Linked DNA regions of Sus scrofa: region 2 is linked to region 1. The links are chromatin contacts, called in public Hi-C maps. All regions are on one chromosome and are shown on one strand. Each heading gives the region's core, a stretch centred on a gene start, on an enhancer-like site or on the middle of the called end of the contact. The rest is flanking DNA. Distances are from core to core; before and after follow the strand shown. Region 1 holds the start of PKM (poly [ADP-ribose] polymerase 6). Region 2 has its middle 16 kb from the start of SEC23A.

Region 1 (6,796 bases), core at 1,586-4,085:
TCCAGGTCAGTGCTAGGCAGCACCCCTCCATACCACCGGATGAACCCAGGCTAACGAGATGGGCATTTAGGAGGCCACAAGGGAGAAGGGGGTGGGGATGATGTCGGGAGCTGACTGGAGATCTGCTGGAGAAGGCAGGCTCTGTTGTGGTGGTGGTAATAAGTCACTCGCTGTCCTATGGAAAGTAGAAAACAACTGATTTCATCCTCACTTAACAGCTAGGGGGCATATACACAGGTACACGTTAGCATATATTTTTATTATACACATGTAGGCACCTGCACATAAGAAGACATACTTGAATGCATGTACGCACAGTTCTTTAAAGATAATGAAATATGAAAGCACTATACAAACATAAGATACTACTGTTCCAATTAAGCTGGAAGGCTGGGATTGAATCACGTCCTTGCTCTAGTTCACAATGCTGCATCAAACCTCTGACGCCACAAGTGATGGTGGCAGAACCAGACGCTTATGCTACTCAGTCTAGTCAGTTCATTTTAGAATATTCTTCATAGTACCAACGCCCATCAGAAGCAGACTCTTTTGGAGTCTTTACCCCTGGTGATTTAGTCATAATCTCTTATTTAACACTAGCATCCCTCAAAGACATCATATAACAATCAGAGCCAAGTTAAAAAGTCCTCAACAACACTGACCATTCTCTGGTACTCATAGTCTGAGTTGTCATAGTCAAAATAAAGCCATGGACTCATCTTGGAACCCACTCCCCAATTAATGTAATAATGATCCAAAGAAATGCTCAGAAAAACACTAACTCCTAGCCCTTTCACAAAACTAAAAACCACTGTCCTTGGCCTTCTTGGCTCTACATTTATCTCAGTTTCATCCATCCCAACCTTAAAGAGAGATGTTCTTGGTCTGTAACATGGTTCTATTGAATCTTAGGTTACTAGATCCTTGGTTCTGTGGATCTGCAGAATCAATATCACCTGGGAACTTGTTAAAAATGTAAATTCATGGAGTTCCTTTTGTGGCTCAGCAGAAACAAACCCAACTAGTATCCATGAGGATGTGGGTTCAATTCCTGGCCACGCTCAGTAAATTAAGGATCTGGTGTTGCCATGAGCCGCAGTGTAGGTTGCAGACATGGCTGGGATCCCATGTTGCTGTGGCAGTGGCATAGGCCAGAAGCTGGAGCTCCAATTCGACCCCTAGCCAGGGAGCTTCCATGGGCTCCAGGTGTGTTCCTAAAAGGCAAAAAAAAAAAAAAAAAAGAGTAAATTCTCAGACCTCATACTGAAACCTACTGAACTAGAAACTTCAGAGATGGGATGTTTTAACAAGCCCTCCAAGTTATTCTGATGAATGATAAAATCTGAGACCACTGTTCTAAATCCTTGTGTGTTCCAAGGGCTTGTGGTCTGTTCCTCGGATACCAATTTAAACCTGGTAACTGACCCAGAATGGGGACCTAAAGCACAATGCCAGGGCAAACAACATAGCAGTCCTTCAGCCAACAGTGCTGCCTGACCCATTACAAACAAAATGCACAAGGAAACTGCAGCTGAAGTTCTTAGAGATGAAATGCTTGATATCTTTAAATATTCAAATCTTAATTTAAATATTTCCTTTTTTATTGTCTTTTTAAGGCCACACCTGCAGCATATTGAGGTTCCCAGGCTAGGGGTCCAATTGGAGCTGTAACCACTGGCCTACACCACAGCCACAGCCACGCCAGATCCGAGCCATGTCTTCGAACTACACCACAGCTCACGGCAACACCAGATCCTTAACCCACTGAGCAAGGGCAGGGATAGAACCCACAACCTCATGGTTCCTAGTCGGATTCGTTTCCACTGCACCACGATGGGAACGCCAAGATTTGCTTTAAAATACTATTCCAGCACAAATAAAATGGGGAACAGATGAAATGTTCAGATGAAAATCATAAAATGTTGATTACAAACGAAGCTGAGTGATAAGTACACAAGGGTTTGTAAACTCTCTACTTTTGTATATAGTTGGAAATTTTCATTCTAAAAAGAAAAACAAACAAACCCAGAGGCTACTTTCATACTTTTTAAGGAGTCTCCTATCAACTCTAAATGTGAAATGAAGAGTATCACTGAAACTCTCTAACTTGCTGTTCTTCCAACATATCAAGCATATTCCCACCACAGGGTCTTTGTGCCTGCTTGCCACTCTTCTTGGAATGCTTTTCACCCATATTCACTGGGCTTGCTCCTTTACTCTTTCAGATCTCTGCTTGAAGATCACCTTGACTATCCTACATAAAACAGTAAAATCACAATACACAACACACTAGCACTCTCCAAACCCTTTCCTTGCTTTATTTTTTCCTACAGCACTTACCACTCTATGACAAAATGTTTGTTTATTGTATTTACCTCCCATCAGAATGTAAGCTCTACGGTGGCAGAGGCTTTGAGCATTTTCACTGTCTGTACTGTCAGTCCCTCATAACATAGCTAATTGAATGAGTGAATGAATGAATGAACTGTGACCTAAGCCAAAGGGGAGATAAATACAAGAACCTAAACACATCTACACATAGACAAAACCATACAAAAATGATTTTAAAAAGCAAGACTCCATTCACCTTCAAGAGCAGCTGAGAACCAAACTATGAAGATCTGGGGTGGGGTTTGTGAGATTTGAAAATAAACAGGTGCTGATCTGGACGGTCTCAGAGGAACAAAGAGGGAGGCATTAATGTCCTGGATGACAATGGTGTAGCCCAGAAGTGCCAACTTTCTCAAGCTCTTTGCCACTGTGCCACTGTAGAGGTCAAGAAAGCTTAGTCTCTCTCCAAGGGCTGTTGCTGCTTGGTTTCTGCTGTTACCACAAGGAGAAAAAAGTAGTTCAGAGAGAATTTTTCCTGTCCAGTGAAGAAACAATTTAGAGACTACCATCTTTTTCAAACTAGGCTGTATATAACCTATTTTAAACTTTTCACACTACAGATAGAGTATGCAGGTGCAGGGACGTCAAGCAACTTGCTTAGGGTCAGAAGTATAATAGCGTACAGTGGAACTGGGGACTATAGCACATTTGTCAGATTCTAATGACATCCACTCTTCCAGTGATGAGATTACAACCCAATTAAGGGAGCTGTTAATGAACTAGTAAGAAAGACCTATTTGATTTATCTAAACGAGGTAATCAAGGGAACCCTTTCAAGAAAAGCCAAGTCAAATACTGACTGTATGAAGAATGCCCAGAGAAGGGTGTCAGCGCTAGAGAGCAGCTAACAAAAAATTTGCATAAGAATAGGCCAAAAGTAAATAAGCATCAAGTCCGGATCACAAATGTCCTGGCCTAGGTCCAAAAGCGCTTCTCCGCGTGACAACTTTGCATCTAGTCAAAGAAGCCTCCGATCTCAACGTTTGATCCCGGCTTGGCGGTCCTGGGAAAGAAGGTGACTCCGCTCTGCAGCGAAGTGCTCCTTTCAAAAAGCCTAGGCCATGGAACAAAGAGTGCGGGGGAGAACCCACCGCCCGGCGATGCCCGCTTCCCAGCGCTATCTCGTGTACCCGGCGGAAGAAGAGGCCGGGGTGAGCCCCCAACATTGGCCGCCACTCGTGCTTCCAGAACAGGCCCTCACTGAGGCCTCCCTTGGGGAAGCACTTAGAGCTCTTCTCCGGTTTCCCCCGGAGACCCCGAAGACACCCAACACCTGCCTCCCGGGGAAGAAGCTCTGAGCCCGATCTGTGTCGCCAGCCGCCCGGCCATAAGCGAAGCCTGTTAAACTCAGAAGGCCTCTCAGAGCCACCGGGTCCAAACCCTTCACTTCCTCCACCCTGGCCCCGCACCCTTCCCGCGGCTCGGCCGCCCCGCCCCGTCCCCGTGGCGGCCGCCCCACAAGCTGGCCTCGCGAGTACTCACGGCGACCCCGGGCCGCGCGCGGCCGCCGCTGAGGGGACGAGCGGCCCGGGACGCCCCGCGGGGGCGGAGCGGCAGGCCAAGGGGCGGGGGCCGGGGCCGGGCGGGAGAGGTCGCGCACCCGCACGCCTCGTCGTTCCGTCACGGCCGCGCTGAGCCACTCTGCGCACGCTCGCGCGGCGGGCACCGTGGCCACGTGGTCCGCTTCGGACCAACTGCCACGCGGCCTGCCCCTGGGCACGCCCCCGCCCCCGACGCCAGGCTTGAGGTGCCTGCGCAGTGGTTGCCGTTTGGGAGGAGGCACGGAGCAGGGGGGGCGCCTGCGCTGTGAGTCGGCGGCGGATGTGTAGAGAAACAAGAGGGGCCCTGAGAGGGCGGGGAGAGCCCGCTGAACCAGATGGTTGGGCGCCCCATGCGGTTGGGAGGAAGGAGCAGGGAAAGCACTCCGGAAGCCTCTTTGGAGCCCAGGCGGCGATAGAGATTGAGAAGGTACTCTTGAGACCCTCTTGACTCCAAGAATCTCTAGTTTGTAATACCTCAGGGTCTTTTAATTCTTAAGTTTAATTCATTTGCGCCCCTGGTAGCTGTGGTGTGCTGGAAAGCACTCTGGCCTTATATTCAGAAAATCTGGATTCACAACTTTCTTTCAGGACTTACTCTTTCAGCCTTGAACCAAGACTTTCACTTTCTAGAGTTTCCGTCAAGTCTTAATTTTCTCATCTGGGAAGTGGGGACAATAATACCTGTTTAATAGGGCTCTTGTGGTGAGGATGAAATGAGAAGGTATGTCGAATTGTATGAATGTGCATTTGACTCTTCATATTTTACAAAACAAAAAATTTATATGGTTCAGCCTAACACATATAAATGGAAGCTGTTGACTGGTTATTGTGGTTATTGACCTCAGACATGGCCAGACCTCCCTTCGTCCTTACCAGAATCAGGTGTTTTGGAGTTACTACATGCTCGTTTTTTCCATCAGCACTATTGGGGAAGGCTTATTGTCTATCTACTTCCCTCTTTTTAGCTAAACACAGCATACACAAGGAAGCTTTGGCTCTGAGTGATATAAACACATGACATATGCAGCCCTCCTGAGCCGGCCTCAGTCAGAATTTTCCCAATGATGTTTTTTACATTTGGATGTCCTCAGCATCTGCCTTCTCACTCCTTTCTCCCTTTGATGCCACTACTTTTCTCACCTGGCCTCTCAGCCTGGGCCACAACACTGCTTTAGTATTAGTTTGTTACACACATTTTGTATAATAACTGAAAAAAAGTGAGGGAATAGGGAGTTCTCCTTGGGGCTCAGTAATAACAAACTCAACTAATATCCATGAGGACACGGTTCAATCCCTGGCCTTGGTCAGTGGGTTAAGGATCTGGCATTGCCATGAGCTGAGGCATAGGTCTCAGGCGTGGCTCAAATCTGTCATTGCTACAGCTGTGGTGTAGGCCAGGAGCTGCAGCTCCATTGGACCCTAGCCCAGGAACTTCCATATGCTGCAGGTGCAGCCACAAAAGGCAAAAAAATTTTTTTAAAAAATGAGTGATATAAAATCAGAGGATTTGAAGACAGGCCCAGAGTGTAGAAGTTCAGAATAGTTGGGGAAGGAGTTGGCTCTGCTCCCTAAAACAGCTCACTGGCAAGGGCTCTGTGGCAGCTTTGGGGAGCCAAACATACAGGGGAATGTATGAATAGAAGCACTTGGTTGTAAGCATGGGAGGTCTGTCCCCATGAGTGAAATGTCAGAATCCAGTATACCATAACCTTCCAGAATTTCCCCTGCTCACTCCCTCCCATTTCACACCACCAGCTCTTTTACTCATCATGAATCACATGAGTCACAACTGCCTCATAGTTGATCAAGATTTTCCTGGCTTTGCCTCTTTTCCCATCTAGTCTAGATCCTATAGTCGGTTACTCTAACCACATTTTTGCTAACATGCTTGCCCTTAAAATCACAACCCTGGATCATTCCTGCCATCTACTTTCTCTATTTTCCTATCCTAAATCAGGATGAAGGAGATCACCCAGTCCTGCAAAATTGAGCTTCAAGTGCACACCATCTTATGTTAGTCCAGCCCACAAGCGCTATCCTTTGGGAATTATATTTTCTACACTTGATTTCCAGATCTGCAGGCCCAGGGTTGTATTCTTCTTATGTGACCCCTGGTGCCCTGACTGTAGTTCATCAAACTGTGAATGGATTCCTAATCCAAGCTGAGCTAAACAAATGTTCTCTCCTGGGAATCTTGGAATAGGGCTGAAAGATTATGATTCTGAGTGGACTGGTTTCTTGAGCAGAAGATATATAAACCTAGGAGCTGTGGTGCTCCCAACTCCCAGTTACTCTGAGGAATGAAAAGTGAAGAAAGACTATGTGTGGAAAGAGAATGAGCATAGAGAGGCAAAGACCAGAAATTATAAGACTGTTCTCTGGTTCCTGAAAGTTTCTGAGGCCCTCCGAACTTGGAATCTATGAGTCACCTTTACCTTGAATAAATCTTAAGAAAACGTAACCTTGAACCCAATATGCAGATACTGCAAATTCAGTCTCCTCAGCTAGGCCCTGAGTGTCCCCAGCAATCCTTCCACACATCAGCTCTGCCACCGTCCCCCATTCTGCTTCACAGCTGAAGTAAAGGCAACACAGAGGAAGCTGCCTTAATTTTCAGCCCACTCCAAACATCTGAATCTCTCCCACCTTTTTTTCTCAGAGGTAGAGAGGTCTCAGATCCACGTTTAATCCTTTCACCATGATCTGTTTTTCTCTCCCTTCTGTCTCTTCAGGAACTTTTCTCCTTTACTTACATATCTCTTTCATGGATATTCAACTTTTTCTTCTCGCCTACTCTTTGATCTCAGCATATAAACTTGATCAACTAGCTCAACCTAAAAAAAAATCCATCCCACACATTACTA
Region 2 (6,346 bases), core at 2,535-5,034, 120 kb before region 1:
AAATCCTTCTAATTTCTGTAGCTTTTTACGGATGTCTGATTGGGCTTGTCCCACAAAGGCAGCATTTATCATCCATTGGTTCTCAGGGGCCTCTGGATCAAAAGGGGTGTAGATTCGGAAAGCCTCACATAGTCTCTCATAGAATTTGGCTGGGCTTTCATTTGGCTCTTGTAGTATCTCACTGGTGTTAGCTATATTAGTAGGCCTTTTAGCCCCAGCTTTTGCCCCCTGTAGGAAGGCCTGCCGGTACCTCTCTAGGTTGTTTCCCTTCTTCAGTGTCATAGTCCCAGTGGGGGTTTTCTTCTGGGAAGGCTTCCCTTACCCAGTTTGCCAAGTCTGCTCGACCCCCCACATTGGCCTGAAGCCATTTTGGGCTTCTGTTACAATTTGCCAGTGCTCTTCAGTGTCAAACAGAGTAAAAAGGAGTTGCCAACAGTCTATCCAGGTGGGACAATGTGTCTGGAAAATGAATTCTAAGAGATCAATCAGTGCCTGAGGCTTTTCAGAATATGAGGGACTATGGTATTTCCAGTTGAGGAGATCAGCAGTGGAAAAGGGCTGGTAATAAAAAACTCATCCCCTCTTTTGTATGGTCCCATCGCGGGCAACTTGCCATGGTCCCCATGTCTCCCGTAAGGGCATTCGCAATGCTGGAGTGGCTGCTCCCTGAGCTGACCGGAGGCACCTGCTCATTGGTTCTGGAGAATCTGGCTGTGGAGGTGACATTGCCTTGAGAATTTCAGAAGCAGAAGAAGGAGGAGAAACAGAAGGCGGTGGGCTATCTGGCATCTGGGGACCTTCGGCTCCCAGAGGTGGGGCCGGCAGCACATAAGGTGGTGGCATAGGGGGCGAGTCCTCAGGTTCCCCTTGAAAAATAGGTGACACCTTTTTTTGAGACAAGGTTTTCTTCTTGGACTGGGCTACTAGCACCCTACACTGTCCCTGGTCTGTGGTGCAGAACCGAACCCATGGGGGCCTCAAATAGGCAATTTCCAACCATTGATCAATATACGGAAATTGGTCTGGGTATCCAGGGTCTCCTGTTATAACATTATATACTGCTGCAACTGTGAACACATCTAAGGTCCCTTCCGGAGGCCAGCCAACACCAAAGGAGGGCCACTCTAGGGTACAGAGGGCACACAGTTTTCCAGGACTCAGTTTAACACCATAATCTCTAGAAAATCTTTTCTTAAAATTCTTAACCATACACTCTAAGACAGTGGGCTTGGAAGCCAATTTACCCATTGTGTGAAGTCCCACCCTGTGCCAGTGATGCAAGACAAACAGCGAGGACAAGGCCTCAAGTAACAATCACGTCGTCCACCTGACCGCTCCCCTGGAGGAGATATTTCAGGCACCTCTTAGCATAGGTGGGACTGTATAAACCCCAACGTCAGGATCCCCCCGAAGAGGGCCACCATAAGCCGTATGAGGTCGCCACGGAACTGCAGGTTAGGACTCACTCTGGCTCCGTAGTCCAAGGACGGTGGGGTACAGGCTCTTGTTCTCTCCAGTCACTCACACACGCACACCAGAATTGACAAGCCTCCCGATCCCAAGGGAGCAAACCCTGACCTGAGTGACCTCTTTGGTCACTGAGAGGTTATCAATCTCTCCTTCCACCATATGACGGGTCCTGACTCTGGCAGATGTCCTTGGGGCACTCACCAGTTTGACGTCCTGTCCTGGAACATGTTTCCACGCTCCTTCTGAGTCCCTTCAGCAAGTGGTGTGAGCCAAGGCCAGCACGGCCCGAGTGAGGGTCTGGATCTGGCAAAATGGCCGGTGTGCGTTTTATCCACCTGTCACCGGGCCAGCAACCGTGGCCTCCCCCAGTTCCCCGACAACAGTGGCACAAGAGGCCAGCTCGGTTGTCGGCTTCCCAGCCAATGCACCAAAATGTTGCAGAAACCGCAAAAACCGTGGCAATGGAAGGAGACAAACAGCACTCGGAGATATGGAAAAGCAGGGTTTATTCAGCACCAGTGCGGGCTCAGAGGAGTCACCTCCAGAGTCTGAGCACCAGGTCTTTGTTCTCAGTAACTTTTATGCACTACAAGGTCTTGATTTTCCCATGTAAGCATCCCAGACCTCCCCCCATCCCCAAGCAGAGAGTGTTCCTCCCTAAGAAACTGAGCAAGCAAGGTTACAGAAGCGGAACTGATAAGCAATGCTGGGTACATGATTAGAGGGCTGCTGGCTTGGACATAGGGCACACAGTTGTTACATTATTACAAGAAAGGTGTACAGAAGTGAAACTGATCAGCAACGCTTAAAAAAAAAAAAAAGGGTGGTATAGTGACGAGCATAGCTGGAAAGTCTTGCGGCTGCCTTCTTAGCCAAAGGGGGGGGGTGTTCTTTAGTTAAAACTCCATTTCAGTACAAATTACAGGAAGAGCCAGCAACGTTGTGGCCATCAGAATAACTACAAGCCATACTGAGGCTTCGGCAGGAGTACCTGACTGACCGCACACGCTTTGTTTGGACATTGAGTGAACACAATTATGTGCCAATTTGAACTTGGCAAACTTTCCATGTCCTGTCCCTGACTTATTTAACGCCCCCCCCCGCCCTGGAAATCACTCTGTTTAATATTTCCAGAGCTCTAGTTGGTTTAGGCAGCGTGTGGTGTCTCAAGATGCCAGAGCAGCATTATGGGCTGATTTTTTATTACTGGGTTACCCAGAACCAGATTGGAGGCTTTGCTTCCTGCTGCCACTGTGAATCCTGGACCTGTGGACCCTGGTTGTAAAGAGTAAAGTGTATCTTAGAAAATCAGTGTCACCTTTTTTCACCTTTAAATTTTATATTATTTGTCACACATTTCCTGTAATGGAAGTGTTAATTTTACTGTACTTTTTAGTACCTTTTGGGAATCTATTGTATTGTAAGATGTTTTACACATGTCCTGATTTTGCCATGACCTGGATATTGAAGCTATCCAAGCTTTTGAAATTAAAAATTAACCCCCCCAAAACAACAACAACAACAAAAAACAAATAAATGTGAGGATAAGAGTTTAAGTAGTACATCCAAGGTCAAGGTGCTGATGTCCATTTAAAACTTACAACACTAAGTGTTGATTTCATGCCTCTTTTCCTCTTTAAATTGTGACAAGACTTGGCATTAAAATTGCTAGCTCTTGTTCAAAGGGCAATTGCTTCTATTCCACAGTGTGATCCACCAGTATTATATTCCAATACCATTTCATTCTGCCACTCTAATCAACTCCAGAATTATTACCAGGAGTTCATTTAATCAAACTTAACAAATGAGATCCTACGATCTGCTCTTAAACCAATCATAGGTAAAAAAACAAAATTATCTACAGTTATTTTTTTCTTCTCCCTCTTCCCCCGAAAGTAGTAACCTTTATTGTGTTGTTTTTTTTTTTTTAAGGGCCCCACGTGTACATAAGGAAGTTCCCAGGCTAGGAGTCGAATCAGAGCTTCAGCTGCCGGCTTACACTACAGCTCATGGCAACACCAGATCCTTAACCCACTGAGCCAGGCCAGGGATTGAACCCTTGTCCTCATGGATGCTAGTTGGGCTCTTATCTGGTTGGAACTCGCTCTTCCCTTTAAAAGAAAGTCACAATTGTAGTACATAACCCCTTTCTATCAATTTCCTCCTCTACAATACCTGGATAATACCACTTCAAAAGGTTGTAAAAATTAAAGAAATGAACGTGAGGAGTTCTCTTGTGGTGCAGGGGGTTAAGGATCCCACTATTGTCAATCCAGCTGCTGAGGGCACAGCTGTGGTGCCAGTTGGATCCCTGGCCGGGGAACTTCCACATGCTGCAGGTCCAAGAAAGACAGACAGACAGGAAGGTAGGAAAAGAAAGTGGATGCGATGTCTACCAGGGGTTTAAGAATTTAAAGTTCAACAAATGATAATTACAGTAACTTGCTCATTAAATTTCCCTCACTATCTACTAGGGATGCCTAAAATAACCCGCAGTCTTTACTTGGGAGAGTAGAGAGGGGAACACCCACAAACACTTCAGAACCCCTTCTATCAGGAACTAACTTCGCAGTCTTCTTTATTCCCCCGGAGCCTTAAACTTGGAACAATCAGCGGGTTCGCTCATGCGCAGATTCGCCCCCTAAGCACGTCATCTTGCTCTTATCCCAGCCAAAGTCACCCGCCCACACGTGCGGCTGCGCGGCGATCTAGACTTGGCGCATGCGCTAAGCGGCGAGGGCCCGGCCGGATTGAAAGCAGTGGCTTGGGTATCCTACCCGTCTGCGGTGGAGGAGTTGATGCCCCGACTCTTGCAAATGGAACACTGCGACTTGATAGAAAGTTTCAGTAGCAACGTACCTACCAAGAACTCCTTACGAATACCTGCGGCTGGTCCATTGAACGATTTGACCCTGAGCAGGTGGGCTGGTCGTCCTCTGTGACCCTGCGCACAGCACCCCGTGCCTCCTCTCTCAACCCTCTATTCCTTCCCAGTTCCCCTGGCCGAGTCAAGATCCCTTGATTACATGTGTGTGTGTGTGAATGAGTTTCTGCGAACTTAACTTTGTTAGACCTGATTACTCGTGACAAGGTACATGCTATTAGATTTGTTTTCAGTACAGATAATTTCAGAAATACATTTTAGTATCCCAGTTGCAATTTTGAAGTTTTTCTGGTTTTATAATGAAATAGAAGTGGATCACTTGTTTCACTGATCTCAGAGAGGCAGCAGTGAGTGATGGCTTGGAGATCTTAATTTTCTGCTTGGGAATTGAACCTGGGCGGCATGGTTGAAAACCAGGAATCCTAGCCACTAGACTAACTAGAGGCTAAAAACAGAATTGCCCTGATTCTTACCCCCTGTTGAAAGCAAGAATGTTTTAAAGAGGTAAAGACTGTGGAAACAAGTATAAAGTTTATTGTTAGAATCAGTACAACATGTGGAAGAGCACACAGAGAAGTAATTTATTTAAGTCAGAAGCAAAGAAGTAATACACACCCCAAAGAGAAGTGCGCATGCGGGCGTCACCTGGGCGATTTAAATCACTTACATAGCACAGTTAATGCGGGTCATGCGTCTTTATTTCCCTTTAGCCAATCATCTTTTTTATTTCTCATACCTTACTAGACACAGGACTCTCACTGATATGTGTGCACATCTTTTAGCAAGAAGGATTCCAGAGCAAAGGGTGCCTGGTTGGTATCAGGACTTATTATGGCCTGGCGCCCCCTCCCTTTCTGACCCCAGGAGTCTTACTGCTTAATTGTAATTGCGGAGCTCTCCTTGACCCCAGGAGTGATTGAAGTGGTTATTGTATCTTTTTACTCCAGCAGAGCTCAGCTCCTGCAGTTAACTTTCTCCTTGAACTGAAGCTAAGTCAGAAAAAGACAAATAACTTATGTTACTTATATCTGGAATCTAATACATGGCACAAATGAAACTTTCCATAGAAAAGAAAATCAGGGACTTGGAGAACAAACTTGTGGTTGCCAAGAGGGAGGGGGAGGGAGTGGGATGGACTGGGAATTTGGGGTTAATAGATGCAAACTCTTGCCTTTGGAATGGATAAACAATGAGATCCTGCTGTATAGCACTGGGTATCTAGTCACTTATGATGGACCATGATAATGTGAGAAAAAGAATGTGTATATGTGTGTGACGGGTCACCTTGCTGTACAGTAGAAATTTGACAGAACACTGTAAACCAGCTATGATGGGGGGAAAAAACCCATTTAAAAATAAATAAATAAAAATAAAAAGTTGGAAAAAAAAACCTTTCTCCTTGAAGTGTCAAAGAGAAACAAGGCCCAGTTTACTCAGCCTGACAGGTCCCAGCTGTGCTCAGCCCAGGAGCCCATCTCCCTCCTACCTCATTACTACACATGAACAATAGTAATCATGTTTCTTGCATTTATTACTTTTTGTAGTATTGAAGCTGCTCAGTGCCCAGATGTTGTGGTAGCTCAGATTGACCCAAAGAAGTTGAAAAGGAAGCAAAGTGTGAATGTTTCTGTGAGTTTTATTACCTGCCAGGGGATTACCCCCACACACCACAAATTGAAAGACCAAGGCTCTCCCTACAGTATCAGTATCAGTTATGATGTAGGTAAAATGTGACTACTTGATACTAAATTAGACATTTGCATCTACTTTTTCCCCTAAAAGGACATCTGCCATTTACTGCCTCCAGAAAGGTTTTCAGTAACCCTTCACTCCCTGAAGATTTGCTCATTATACTATAAGAACACTATCAAATCCCAGAGGGGGCTTTAAATATGTTACTTATGCTATCCTTTATTTTTAAGGTACGTTTTTCCACTTATTAATAATTATTACTGGACTGATGTTTAATCTTAGTGTAGTTTGCATGTTCTG

Evidence for each region. Hi-C and Micro-C count contacts between places; a contact is called where the count stands out from the background.
Region 2: a Hi-C map of skeletal muscle shows a contact between it and region 1, with 2.8 times the contacts expected there. The contact joins the enhancer-like site here to the promoter of PKM in region 1. A contact is called at or near these places in 3 of 47 Hi-C or Micro-C datasets (blood, liver and skeletal muscle) and 1 of 2 datasets of contacts at active chromatin or transcription factors (alveolar macrophages).

Annotation. Positions count from the first base shown.
Region 1 is chr7:60,969,046-60,975,841 of Sscrofa11.1, reverse strand. PKM (poly [ADP-ribose] polymerase 6) reads right to left here and starts at 2,835. Exons shown (of 32, transcript XM_021099107.1): 1 at 2,588-2,835; 2 at 1-175. LOC102166620 (a long non-coding RNA gene) reads left to right here and starts at 4,121. Exons shown (of 5, transcript XR_001297909.2): 1 at 4,121-4,359.
Region 2 is chr7:61,095,044-61,101,389 of Sscrofa11.1, reverse strand. It overlaps the pseudogene LOC100154692. Among named protein-coding and RNA genes, the nearest start is that of SEC23A, 16 kb to the left of the region's middle. Within about 2 kb of position 3,784, at least 66 of the 83 cell types and tissues checked have an H3K27ac peak or open chromatin away from gene starts, as enhancers often do. A contact at or near this core is called in alveolar macrophages, liver and skeletal muscle, where this site is marked.